2 separate regions of the Gossypium hirsutum genome follow, and region 1 is linked to region 2. A link is a contact called in public Hi-C data. All regions are on one chromosome and are shown on one strand. Each heading gives the region's core, a stretch centred on a gene start, on an enhancer-like site or on the middle of the called end of the contact. The rest is flanking DNA. Distances are from core to core; before and after follow the strand shown.

Region 1 (6,958 bases), core at 157-2,656, 120 kb before region 2:
TATCTGTAAAAAGAAATTGAAAAATGTGTTTATAACGGAAATTGAATATTCTCAAATGACATTACATCTATATGAGTTAGTATGCTTATGAAAAACCTTGGTTGATAATCTCTTAGTAAGCGGATCTACAATCATGAAGTTTGTCCTAATATGTTTTATAGACTCCTAACCACTTTGGACTCTAATTTTAACAACAAAAAATTTAAAGTCTATATGCATTACTGAAATAAAGACTATAATTTTGTCACAATTGGTACCTTAGTGACAAAATTCTGCATCCATATTTCATTTAAATAATGGTTTATATACTTGACGTTCTTTAACTTATCAGATCTTTAATATGTGAGCATGTAATATTTTACTTTTTGGAAATAACTTATGGGTTGAGTCTTACAAAACCTTCTTGTCCAAGCCCAGATATAATTCGACTGTCAACCCATTTTACTATTAAAATAATATATTAAAAATAATTTTATATTAATTTTTACATATAATATAACTAAAATAATTTTTAGTATTTATACTTATTGAGAAAAAATATAAGTAAATTGTCGGTCCATTTGGCTATGGCTAGAGGTGCTCATGGGTTTGGCCACGTCTATGCAAAATATTTAAACCATTTTTTCAAGCCTTCGTCCAACCTGGTTCGAAAAATGGGCTTACTTTTTTGCCCAAGCGTGACCCGATTTAAGAAAAGTAAATCCGAATAATGCTCCGACTAGCCTATATTTGATTCTTTTTAAATTATTTTTATTTAAATTTATTTATAATTTTTTTAAATACAAATATACTAAAAGTATTAAAAAAAGCTAAAATAAAAATTTTCTAACACATTAAAAAATATTTATATTAAAAACACTATGATAAATATAATAAATATTTTATTGTATTAAATATAAATTTTTAAATTTTAAATGTAAAAAAATATAAATTAGAAACATATTTTAATAATAATTTTATAATTTAATTTGGATATTTATATAATAATACATCTAAATTATCATATTTAAATTTTTGGTCGAAAATTCTGCACAAAAGTCTCAGACTCGTGATAACGGTGGGGACAGGACTCCATTATTATTGCATTATTATTTTTTTTTATCGAGACGACATGATTATATTTTTGCAAGACATTATTTGAGGAAGGACTTTAGATTATACTGTGGTCGGCTTAATTAATTTAAAGCATATTAAATATAGGTTAATAGGTAAATTCAATTATATTTTGTAAAATTACTGCAGTCTGTTGGATTTGATTTTATTTATCTTGTTTTTTCTTTTAAAAAAAAAAAGATTTAGTATCTCAACAACCTTCCTTTTTTGGCCGTCCCATAACCCCACTTTTCCCATTTCTTCTTTTAATTTTTGGACTCTTTGAAACTGCCAAGAATTTCATTCTCTCATTGTACTATTCCCCGCTACTTTTCAATTTTTATTCCTCTATTCTAGTCAATTTACTTTTGTTTTGTTTGCTCTCCCTTTTCGCGTGGTTATTAGCAAATGAGGGACATCAATTTTCTTTCTTCTTTTCTTGATTTTGTTCCCCCACTTTCTTGTGGTATTCAATTTCGGTGGTGGGTGTCAGTTTCACTTTTGATAACTCGGTTGTTGGCGTAAGTGACATTATTTCCATTAATAAGGTTTAGCTGGTTCTTGGGCGCAATTTTTTTAAATTTTTTTAATGGTTACTAATTTCGTTTTTAATCTTTTGGGTCTTTTAGGTGAAGTAGTCCATGAGACAAACAATTTTCCGACCAAGTTAGAACCTGTTGGTGAGCAGCTATCTTCGCTGGGTTAAGTGGTTATTCGCTGCGTTGGGACTGATTTTTCTGTAGTGACTTCGTATGACATTGATTTCGTCGAATTTGATTACTGAATTAATGTTTGGGGTGGAGGAATCGTGTTAACTAATTCGTATATATAGTTAATTTAGGTACTGGATTATTTGTTACTAAATCTGACATAAAAAAATACCCAAGTTTATAATGAAAAACTTAAAAATCAGCGAACGATGAAAGTTGAAAATTTGTACTGTCGACGTCATATGATCGTGTGATAGGCTATGTGATAGATCGTTTGTGAAATTGCTAAGTCACACGATCTGGACCAATTGGGCCATGTGGCTACACGGACATGTGTGAGGCCGTATTTTAGGCTATGTGAGCCGTACAGGCTGGCCACGTTGGTCGTGTGGGCCCAAAATTTTGAAAATTTCCCTAGAGCTTTAAGTCGTTCAGGTCAACTTATAAATAGGATCTACATTGTTCATGTCAATCGAGTTAAGATTTAATCAATAATTATTACTTAATAATTAAAAATAATATTTTAATTAAATTTAAATCAAATGTATAATATATATAAATAAATTTTAATTATATTTATCATTTACGAATAGAATATATAATGAATAGAGATTCAAACTCAAGCAAAGGTCGAAAATTCCATGAATGGCAAAGTTATGGACAATTCTATATGTATGTGATGAATTTGGCATTACCACTCCAATTAACAAGAATATTCTTGCTTTGCTTAGATGATGTCTAATTTATTGCATGTAGATATTTTAAAAATAAATAATATCTAATAATTTTGGAATTTAATTGTAACACCCTAAACTTGACCTAAATGGAAAGATTAAGTCTCGGATGTCAAATGAATTTACCGGAAAATAGACGCACTTAAAGTTGGTTTAATCGATACATAAATAAGTCTAAAAACTATCAACCATTCAAACTTAAAACTTAAAAACAAATAACAAATTTAAACACACACATATATTTCAAATAGGACCATTAGATGATTGAGTCTCGCGTCCGCCGGTCGCTTAATTCTTATATATAGATTTTTGTAAATTCATGAATTCATGTGGTGTTTTTGTTATTTTTATGGCATGTTATATTTTGGTTTTGTCATATTATATTTTTATCTATTTCAGTTTATATATGAATATGTTTTAACAATTTTTAAAGTTTATTTTTAAATTTAATCTTATTAATTATTTAATATGATTAAAATTGAAATTTTGTATAATTAATTATGTTATTTTTTAAAAGAGTATAATTAATTATTTTAATCCTTTCTCAACCGGTTCATTTTCTCTCTACTGAACCTAGAAAAACCCAGAAAAAATTAGCTTCTTTCTAGTTTCTGATGACTCCACCTTCGGCCATCGTGACCACCATTGTTGATCGTCATAATCTTACCCAAAAAAGTTCCTAACTTCATCTCTTCCAACTTTTCAAACTCAACAATTCATTTTTTTCAATTATTTTTCTTTAAATATCACCAAAAATTTATAAATCTACAAAAGAAATTGAAAAAATTTATTATGTCTTCTTCCTCCTTTTCTCCTCTTTCACTTTTGTAAATTTTGAGCATCTTAAATGTTTTTTAAATGCATAACCAAAATCTTGGGAGAGAGAAATTATGAAATATTTTTTATTTGGTATTCTGATTTATATGAACTTTTTTGGTTTGTTATATTTTTCAATTATGAATTTTTTTGGTTTTGTATTTTGTTAAAATTTGAGTTTTTGTGAACGATGGTACCGTGAGTATTTTGGGAATAAATCTTTTGAGGTTATTCCTTGTGGTTTAAATAGGTTAATTTTAGGGGTGAGCTCTGAATGAATATTGCAACTGTATTTATGATTTGATTGTAATAAGTTATTCGGTTAAATGATATTCTAGTGAATCAAACACATAAGTTAATATTATTCATTGAATCAACCCTAAATTGATTAGTTATTCATATCAATCAAACGTGCCATAAATAATTTAATTGACATCTTAGTAAAAATATTTTATTTATGATGAACATAAATTTAAAGGAAAATGAAAACCTCATACATTTCAGACGTAATCATTAATTTATTATGATGATTCTAGTGTTATAAAATAATCAAATTTGTACTATCCAAAGCCAATTACTTAATTGCACCTACCACGAACGTGGTGTCATCCACCAAATGCTAATAAACTAATCTTCAAAAATGTTGTGTTTTTCAGTTATTTAACCATTGGAAGACGTAATTAAACTAATAAATAGACATAAAAAAAAAACCCTTTATTACAACACCTGTGATTTTTGAGCAAGAATATTATATATACTGATTCTTTTGAATCATTGGAATTACAATATCATGGAGAGCAAGAAAAGTAGCCTGGCATCATCCACCCCAAATATCTCACCTTCTGCGTCAGGTTTAACCCAATGCCAAGGCTTTTGGATCCCCTCTCGCATTGCTCCCATTTCATCCATAGTCTCATTTCAGAAATATTTCCAGGCTCTAGGTGAAGATATAATTGTTGCCTCTAAGCCCAAAGCTGGCACCACTTGGCTCAAGGCTTTGGTGTTTACAATTGTCAACCGTCATTTTTATACGCTCTCAAATACCCCTTTGAACTCTGCAAATCCTCGTCATCTAATTTCACATTTTGAGGTCAATATTTATAGGGAAAGCCCTAATCCTGATCTTTCTAATATCCCATCCCCAAGGTTGTTTGCTACTCATCTTCCGTATCCAATGCTAGCCGATTCCATCAAACGTTCATATTGTCGGATTGTTTATATAACCCGCAATCCGTTTGACATCGTCGTCTCATTTTGGCACTTTCTAAGAGGCGTGCATAATTTGCCTGATTGGTCAGTGGAAGACTGTCTTGAGATGTTTTGTAGAGGTGAAGAAGGGTATGGACCCTTTTGGGACCATGCTTTAGGGTACTGGAACATGAGCTTGGAGAAGCCATCAAATGTATTGTTCTTGAGATATGAAGAAATGAAGGAAGATCCAGTGGCTCAAACAAAGAAATTGGCTGAATTCTTGAGATTTCCTTTCTCCATGGAAGAAGAGAAAACAGGTGTGGTTAACCAAATTGTTGATTTTTGCAGTTTCAACAATTTGAAAGATTTGGAGGTCAACAAAACTGGAAAAATGGCAGAAATAATATTACATAGCAATAAGTTGTATTTCAGGAGTGGAAAAGTGGGTGATTATGTTAATTACCTCACTCCTACTGCTGTGGAACGTTTCAATAACATTTTAGAAGAAAAATTAAGTGGATCCAGGTTAACCTTCAAGTAATTTTCTTAATAATATTTACTCTTAGAATGAAGTTGCGAATTGGACGGCTAAAATAGCCACTCAACTTTTTAATTTACAACTATTTGTTGCTCGTCCAGTGAAAAATATTTTATTAAAAAATCGTAATAAAACTTTGGTATTGTAATGAAACTAGTAACTGTAATCACATAGTTGTTGTTTCTTTTCTAAAAAAAAAAAATTGTCATGTTCAAGGTTTTCCTTTATTGTAAAATGTTGTATTTTTTTCCTTTTGTTTTATGTCTACCTTTTGTGTGTTGATGTGTTCCGCATCATGTTACTTTTTGGTCTAATAAATTTATGTTTTCAGCATGACTTTTCTAATATTATTAGTTTCCTGAAATTTGAGAATTTATAGTAATGAAATTTAGCTGAAATTACATTCTCTGCTTTGAATCATTCGATTATCAATAGTTGCATCCAAATAATATTTTTTATCAATATAATAAGTATATCTAACCCATTTGAAAGTTTACTTATATAACTACAATTATATTGTAAAGTTTAACCATTAAAATTAAAATATATATATATAAAACAAAATTTGATTTTCCGCTATACACCTAATTTTATCCAAAAAAAGAAAATTTGTTGAGAATTTTATTCAAAATTTAAGGTAATTAATTTTTCAATTCTAAATGAATTTTATTTTTGGTAAGTGAGTAAAATTTTAGTAAATAAAAAATTAAAAGTTTTGAGAGTCGAAATCTCAAATAGAAACACCCAAAACATATAAAAAGAGAAAACCACACATCTCCAATGAAATTCACTAAACAAACAAAGACCATCTAAAACACACCTTCGATATCACTAAAAAAGCTTCAACCATACTTCACTACCACTAATCACACTTCACAAATTCTGTAGCCACAAGAAAACTCCACAAAAACCACTGAACGCAAAGCCAACAAGAAGTTCCAATTGGATCCACTATGTTACTTGCCTTCTTCAATACCTTTAACGACCAACACCTACTCCACTCATATCAAACACTGCTGAAATCTTCATATAAGAATTTGTCAAGTCACAATCTCGACCAAAACATCCACAACATTATCTTCATCACCCTCCAAATTTTTTCTGCTTCTCGAAACATACCTATTTGCTATTTCTAAAATCAAATTCTGTTAGAGCCTCTTTGTCGAAACCATTTTTTTTACCAATCCTTTTTGATGAGGTGTGATTGGGTTGGTTGTTTTTAATAAACGGTTTTATTTATTTAAACAACGATTTTGATCCACGAAATTCAGAAAGATAGGTTCGGGAGTCAGTTACGCACGAGGAAGGATTAGCACCCTCGTAACGCCCAAAATTAGTACCTAGTTGATTAATTATTTTGTTAGCGTCAAAAATTGAGAACTTTGAAGAAAAATACGATCAATCATTAAATTATTTCTTAATTGAAAATTTTTTGAAAAAAATGGCATATTTCACTTTAATCGAGGAAAAAAACTTATGTCTAATAAGTTAGGACACGATATTTTAAATCCCCGAAACGAGAATAAACACCGAAAATTATTTATTTGAAAGACATTTGATTATCTTAGTTTTAGAAAGAAATCACATTCCGTGAGTTAGAACACGATCTTTTCATGATTCTCGAGATTATTTCAAATTCATGCTTTTAAAAATGTTCGTTTATTCGGATTAATCGAGAAAGTCGAAACCCCATAAGTTAGGAAACGACCTTTCAAATCTCAAAATACGAAAAAGCTTATTTTAGAGAATATAGTTTTATTTGTCGAGTAAAGATTAATGCACTACAATTTATAATAAAAATGTGAAAGCGAATCACGGTATTAATACACATATCAACATAATAATAGATGCAATAATACTAACAACAGTAATATGAG
Region 2 (6,890 bases), core at 4,283-6,782:
TCTAAATATAAAAATGAAAAAATATTTTTATCGCATTTTTAACTTTAAAAAATAAAATATTTTTCATATTCAACAATGGAAAATCGCATGCATTCAGGTGCAATGAAGAACACACCGTTTATTGATGTTAAACAACGGTCTTGGAAACTTCAGCATGTTGGCATTAAAGCGTTGCCAATTATGGTATGGCCACACTAATTGAATACATACTTATGTAACATTCATGGTGAGTCAAAATTAACACATGGTACTATGAAATTCGAAGCAATTTCTACAAATGCTTATATCAAAACTGAGCCGAGCCGAGCAGAGAGCAGCAGCAACATATACACATATTCAATGATTGAAACACACCCAAACGAATTTAATCTAAATCTTTTCCTTTCAGCATCCCTTTCAATCATTCTTTCTAAGTCATGGTATTTCTTGTCGGTTGCATCAGTCTCGAGGCATATCCATGTCTGCAACTCCGGCATCACTTCGTGCTTAGCGTAATGGATCTCTGAGCGACTGACTTGAAACTCGTGTTTGCTTTTCCAGTCACTTCGATGACAATTTTGCTTAGAGTTGTTGGGTGTGGCAAACCGGAAAGTCTCGAACGTTCATATCCATCTTATCGAAGGTGAGGTTCGCGATAGTTCGATCGATGGTGTTGGTCTCTGATTCAGTTGTTTCCTTTTTCCCAGACCTGAAAAAATATATCAAAATTATCTTCCGACCAAGAACATGCTTAAAATGTCTAAACAAGCACATAGCAGGATGGAAAAAGAAGAAAAAAAAAAGGGCCAAGAGTACCAAGTTCATGCAACTCGGGACCGGAAGAAGGAAGTTTAACATAAGAAAAAAACATAAAATTACTCCAAATCGTAGTAAAAGCTTGCCTTATTTTCTCCTCTGAGATTGTCCACTTCGGAGAATGAGTTCGAACATGGAGGTTTCCTTGTTGGTTTAATGCTACAGGATTCTGTTTCGAGTTCTTGGCAAGACGGTAAAATGCATCTCGGAAGCAAATTCGAGTCTTATCAGACAGCTGAACAAATCAAAATATGGAAATTTTTATAAGCAGTTGTTTTTATAAAAATCGTTGATGAGTAGATGTATGCATTTGTTTAGTCTTTTACCTGAGCCGTCACCTTTTCAAGCTCCTTCAAAACCGATTCTTCAAGTGACATTCCTTTTGAGACAAGTCCGTTTGCAGTTATCTGTTCAGGAGGAACCAAGATTTTGGCAAAAGATGCCTTGTACAGAAGTTACATTCATTAGTTAATCTCATAAACTCCAAAACTACATTAAATTTCATAATATAAGCATAGGATGATGCAATGTATGTATGGCAGATTGCCCTGGATATTTCTAGAGGTTCTTTGAAGCTGCTGCATCGGATTCACCAAGGGAGTTTATTTTGACAAAAGTAATTTCAAGAACACGGAATCAATTTTTCAACTGAACTAAAAACATATAGCCATAAAAGCCTGCAACATATCTTTTGCGGCCTAGGCTAGTTTAGAGAAAAAAAATCTTATGAAACGAATAAAAGGCTCGGATTACTCCTCTATTACTAAGGGTTGATGCTCTTTCTCTTACGCAAGACCGGAGTAGATGCAGGGCATTTAGGTTATATATACAATAAACATCTGCAACATACATGTATTAATAACAGACAGAAGGCTAGCCTAGTATTCAATATATATTTGGTTCATTGGTGAAAAGGGAAAAATCTCAGCTTTACCATCAGCCAATTCAAGCTCAGAACTTGCACGGTACGAAACGTACAAGTTTTGAGATACTATGCTTGTTTCCATGCTATGTTCATTGCTTGAAATACTTTGAAAATCCAAACTTACATCTTCCAGAAGATGATCAGTTGCCATCATCTCGCACTCGTACTCAGGAGAAAAGCAAAACGATTTTTGAAGATCTTCACTCCAAGTAGGATCTTCCAGTAAGGAACCCCTGCAATATGGAGAAATCCAAAGAGAGTGATGATTTGAAAAGACAAGAACCATATGATCTCAAAGGTAAAACATCGAAACCGAAAGTAAATCCGAACATCCCATGGAATATTGAACGGCTAACCTATGTTATAAAACACTTCTAACCATAGCATAAAAGAGAACATATTAAGAAGAACAGCCAACTTCTAACCAGTTGCAATGGTGGCTACTTATTTCAATGAAGAACAAATAGTTTTTAACAGAATTATATAGACCGGACCTTCCAAACCCTTCAATTATCATGGGATGTCCGAGCATCTGTTATTCATAACTATATGATTTTCCCACAGGCAAGAAAGGTAATTCCAGGAGTTAAGCTTAGTACAAGAATATGTCATCGAGCTGCTCGAATCTGCCGAAATCGTGGAGCTGGTAATCCGTCTGCTGTTGAGAAATGTGACCCTGATTCAAGAAACCTCCATATACACTCGAACAGGTCGATGGATCCTTAACATCAGCTACATCGGGGCATAATTTGCCGCTAAACTTGGGTTTACCACCACTTAAATTCGTATCCACGCCAAAGCATTCATCGTTAAAATTTTCAGGAGGGCTGAATTCCCATTTTGACCAACTTTCTGGGGAAGGGATATTATCTTCTAATTCTTGATTTCTGGGGACAACAAGATCCTCCATACCATTACAGAGATACCAATCCATGTGATTTTACTGAAAAAAACAAAGATAACAACATATTACAAAAGAAAATCATAGAAACCCCTCACAAATTAAAAGAAACTCTCTAAACCCCCCATCAAGCTTTTATACTCTCCAAGACCAAATAATTCATGGGCAAATATAAAGAATAAAAATTGATGATGTAATCATACTTCCCTTACTTTTTAATCACTAAACAAGCAATATCATGAATCAAAATAAACTTTCAGTCCATACGGATATGAAGAATCAAGATGAATTTAAGTTCTTATTTTGTAATATATTCTAAAATTTTTCAAAATTTTCCAGAAGAAAAAGAACTAAACCCCTTATTTTCTATACATACAAACCAACCCAAGTTCTTACCCTTTTTTTTAAAAAATAAATAAATAAACTTACCAAGTTCAAAAGTTTTGAATTAGGATTAACTAAAGTTCTTACGCAAATTATATGAACTAAAAACAAATTCAGATATTTTCCAACAAACATACATAAAGAAAGCTAAAAAACAGAACAACCAACCAAACAGAAGAAGAGGAAGAATCAAACCTTGTAGTGAATTAGCTGAGGAAATGAAGACAACCTAGTTCTCTAGTTGGATTTAGAAGCTATAAACCAAAGGCGGCAGTGGTATTTGCAGGCTGTTTTTTTTTTTTTTTTGCCCCTTAGTAAACAAACAAGTTGCAAATGAAAGAGAAACGTCGATTCATAGGAAGAAATGAAAAGATTTTGAGTGTGGTGCACACTTCTGCTTTTAAAAAACAGGAAGGGGCAAGAGGAAAAGAATTTGTGGCTGAGAAATAATATGGAATTCATTAGTGGTTGAGAATCCTCCATCAAAAACTGCATTCTCATTGCTCCACTTGTAATCATTTTATTCCACCTCTTAATCTTCCAACCATTACTTTGAGATTTTGGTAACCCATGTTGTTGACACGTGGCTGTTGTGGTCCTTTTGCTGCAGTCCACCACGTTAGCTAAAAATAGCTTCATTTATCGGCAAGTTGCACAGATTCTGATAGTCCTAGGTACTAGGTAACTATACGTATATCACTCCGACTAAAAGGTATACATTATCCACTTTCTTTTTATATTAAAATATAATTCTTCAATAAGATAACAAATTAATCATCAAGCTCAGTCTAGTGAATATTTTAAAAAACATTTATGCTAACGTAGTGAGATTTTTGGACATGCAAGATAGATGTAAAATTATTAGTATATCTGTCAAGTCCAATAAGTCATAGTATTTATAATGGTAGAGTGCTAAAAAATAAAAATAAATTATACCAATAGTTACTTAATCTTGAGATAGTTAACAAAACAATCATTTACATTTCAATTTAGTCATTCAACTTTCGAAAAATAACAAAACAGTCACCACTAATTATTTTCCGTTATAGTTTTATTACAAACTTAACCAAACTACCGTTTTCCATCTCCCGCCCATCCCTCTCCCTCTTCCCCACCATCCCCCCTACTCTGATTCTCTCTCCCTATCCTTGTCTTCCCCACCATCCCTTCTCCTACTCTGATTCTTTCCCTCTCCCCTGTCGTCCTTTTACTAACCCTGTCCATTTGTCCCTTTGCCTTCCCACAAAGAAAAACAGAGCTACACCTAAACTAGTTGTTGCAGCCATTGCTAACGTAAAAAGCATGATTGTGGACACAAAAACTTTGCGGTAACTACCCTTCCAGTCATTCAATTCGTTGTCATTATCCTTTAAAGTTATGACTTTCTCTATACCAATGTCATCTATAATTGTATCCCCAACATTCTTATAGATAGCTCTAATGCTTAGTGAAATTACATTTTGACCATCTATTGTAATGCAATAAAGGAGAGAAATGGCGACCAATAAACATAAAAGCAAATGCTTGAGTCTGAATCGCACTGCTGCTTATTATGACCACAAATCTATCACAGATAACGAAGGTTATGGATCAAATAGAATTCATGTAGGTAGGGATCAAGAAAAGTTGAAAACAAAATCAGTCTAACATGTTTGGAAACGCACCTGAGCAATATAAGTTGCAATTAAAAAGCACAATTTTCGTGAAAACGAAGCTTTTGTCAACCAAATGACTAAAACATATTGAGCATTCAACAATGACAATGATCAAAATAAAAGGCCAAAATCAATTGAAACAACCCCCAAAGAGCTATAGTCCAATAAATTTGAGATGATCATAAAGAAACAACAAATACAATCAAAAGGATAATCATTTCAAACAAACCAAAAATAAAATCTAAAGCCCTAATTGATAATATAAACAATTACTGTAGGCATTAGCCTCATTTGCACAAAAAATAACCAACCTTAATAAGAAGCAAGAAGCTTAAGAATCCACAGTTCCCGAACGGTAAGAAAAAAAATAAGGAAAAGATTGGTTTTATTTTGGTTTCAAATTAAAAGCTATGTAAACTCTAAAACAGAATATGAAAAAGAGTGAAACAAATTCAATTGTGGAAAAGGGGAAGGAAAGCCCTAATTTTTGAAGTAAAAGAAAACAAAAAGTTAATAAATTTGATTAAATTAAAAATAAATTAGAAGAACAAATAAAATTGATGGAGAATTGAAATAATATAAAAACACATCAAAAGGGAAACTTGAATCGACCTGCAGGTGCAGGGTTCCAAACAAAAACGACGTTGAAGAATTTGTTGTTAAATTAGTTTAAAATTGGTAGCAATAGGCAGAAAGATAGAAAATGGAAAGGGAAAGGAACGCTGAGGGAGAGTGAAACGGTTAGCAAAAGGATGGTAGGGGAAAGGGAAAGAATCAGAGTAGGAGGAAGGATAGTGAGGAAGATGCGGAGAGGGAGAGAGAATCAAAGTAGGGGGATGGTGGAGAAGAGGGAGAGGGATGGGAGGGGGATGGAAAATGGTAGTTTGGTTAAGTCAGTAGTGAAACTGTAATGAAAAATGGTACCTCCATTACGTTTGTAACAGAAAATGGTAGCTCTGTTATGTTTGTAATGAAAAATGGTTAGTGGTGACTGTTTTGTTATTTTTCAAAAGTTGAGTGATTGTTTTATCGGTTACTCCAAAGTTGAGTGATTGTTGGTGTAATTTACCCAAAAATTATTAACACTATTAAATTTATTTTGTTAAATTCAGATTCATTACAAAAGCCATTTCTTTTAATTATACTGTCAAGTGAAGTTTTTTTTTTAATTTCAAAATGTCACATTAATAAATTTAACAAAAAAATAAACAACGGTAACAATTGAATCTAAACTTTGAAATTTGAAAGTAGAGGAGCTAAATTTCTAAAAATAAAAGTATATAAACTAAATTGCATGTTTATGAAAAGTATAATAACCTATTACATATATTAACCAAAATTTAATAAATGATAAATGATGTAAACGACAAGTAGTTAATATCAATAATGAAACATGAATACTTTTCATTCAAACACACTTTTTTATTACATGACACACACACACACATATATATATATTTTAATTTTTAGTAAATATTAGTTTGTTATCTCCCATTCATTTTCCACAAATATATAACCACCTATACCAAATAAATTAAATAAAAAACAATTTTTTTATAAAATTATTGACAAGACATGTGGTAAAATCTCAATCCTCTTGTAGACAGGAGCGAAGTTAGAACAAATTTTTAGAGAGTCGAATGAAATTTTAATTTTTTATAATTTATATCTTTATAATTTTTAAAGGATTAAATCAATTTTTTTTATAATTTTAGGGGGCCAAAGTACAATTTTACCTTTACTAATTTAAAAGTTTTTTAAAAAATTTTTAAGGGCCTAAATAACAACCCAGCCCCCCTAAATTTGCCTATGCTTGTAGAGTTAAAATTTTCCACTGCCCTTGTACCAAATAATTACCATTTTATTAAATAAAAAATATCAATAATTATATTCGGCATAGATTGTTTTAGATCAAATTATGGTAATCGTCTCTCTATTATGTTTAAATTTAGAACGTAGTATATATTTATAATTTTTATATAAATTGGTTTCTCTATACAATATGATTAATTAGTTGAAGTTAAGAACGTTGAGGTCAAATTTTTTCTTATTCCCACTTCATGTAGAAATTTATATATATAGTGTTAGAAAGGTGTTTTAAAGAAAAATTCACCTAATCATATAGTTAAGTAGATTAATTATTTGGGTTAACTAATGTTATTATAAAAGTAGAAGATAAAATTATGTTAAATTAAAATATAAATAATAAATCTCAAATGTGAGCGTAATA

The links. A called contact is a pair of places that touch in the nucleus more often than the background predicts.
Region 1: a Hi-C map of leaf shows a contact between it and region 2, with 1.5 times the contacts expected there. The contact joins the enhancer-like site here to the promoter of LOC107904398 in region 2. A contact is called at or near these places in 5 of 34 Hi-C or Micro-C datasets (leaf and petal).

Annotation. Positions count from the first base shown.
Region 1 is chrA05:34,228,964-34,235,921 of Gossypium_hirsutum_v2.1, reverse strand. No RefSeq gene overlaps it. Among protein-coding and RNA genes, the nearest start is that of LOC121228916, 51 kb to the right of the region's middle. Within about 2 kb of position 1,406, at least 5 of the 9 cell types and tissues checked have an H3K27ac peak or open chromatin away from gene starts, as enhancers often do. A contact at or near this core is called in leaf, where this site is marked.
Region 2 is chrA05:34,115,644-34,122,533 of Gossypium_hirsutum_v2.1, reverse strand. LOC107904398 (protein LNK3) reads right to left here and starts at 5,532. Exons shown (of 6, transcript XM_041112283.1): 1 at 3,201-5,532; 2 at 2,320-2,663; 3 at 1,845-1,953; 4 at 1,122-1,238; 5 at 882-1,030; 6 at 99-688. The coding sequence starts at 2,654. The coding sequence ends at 562.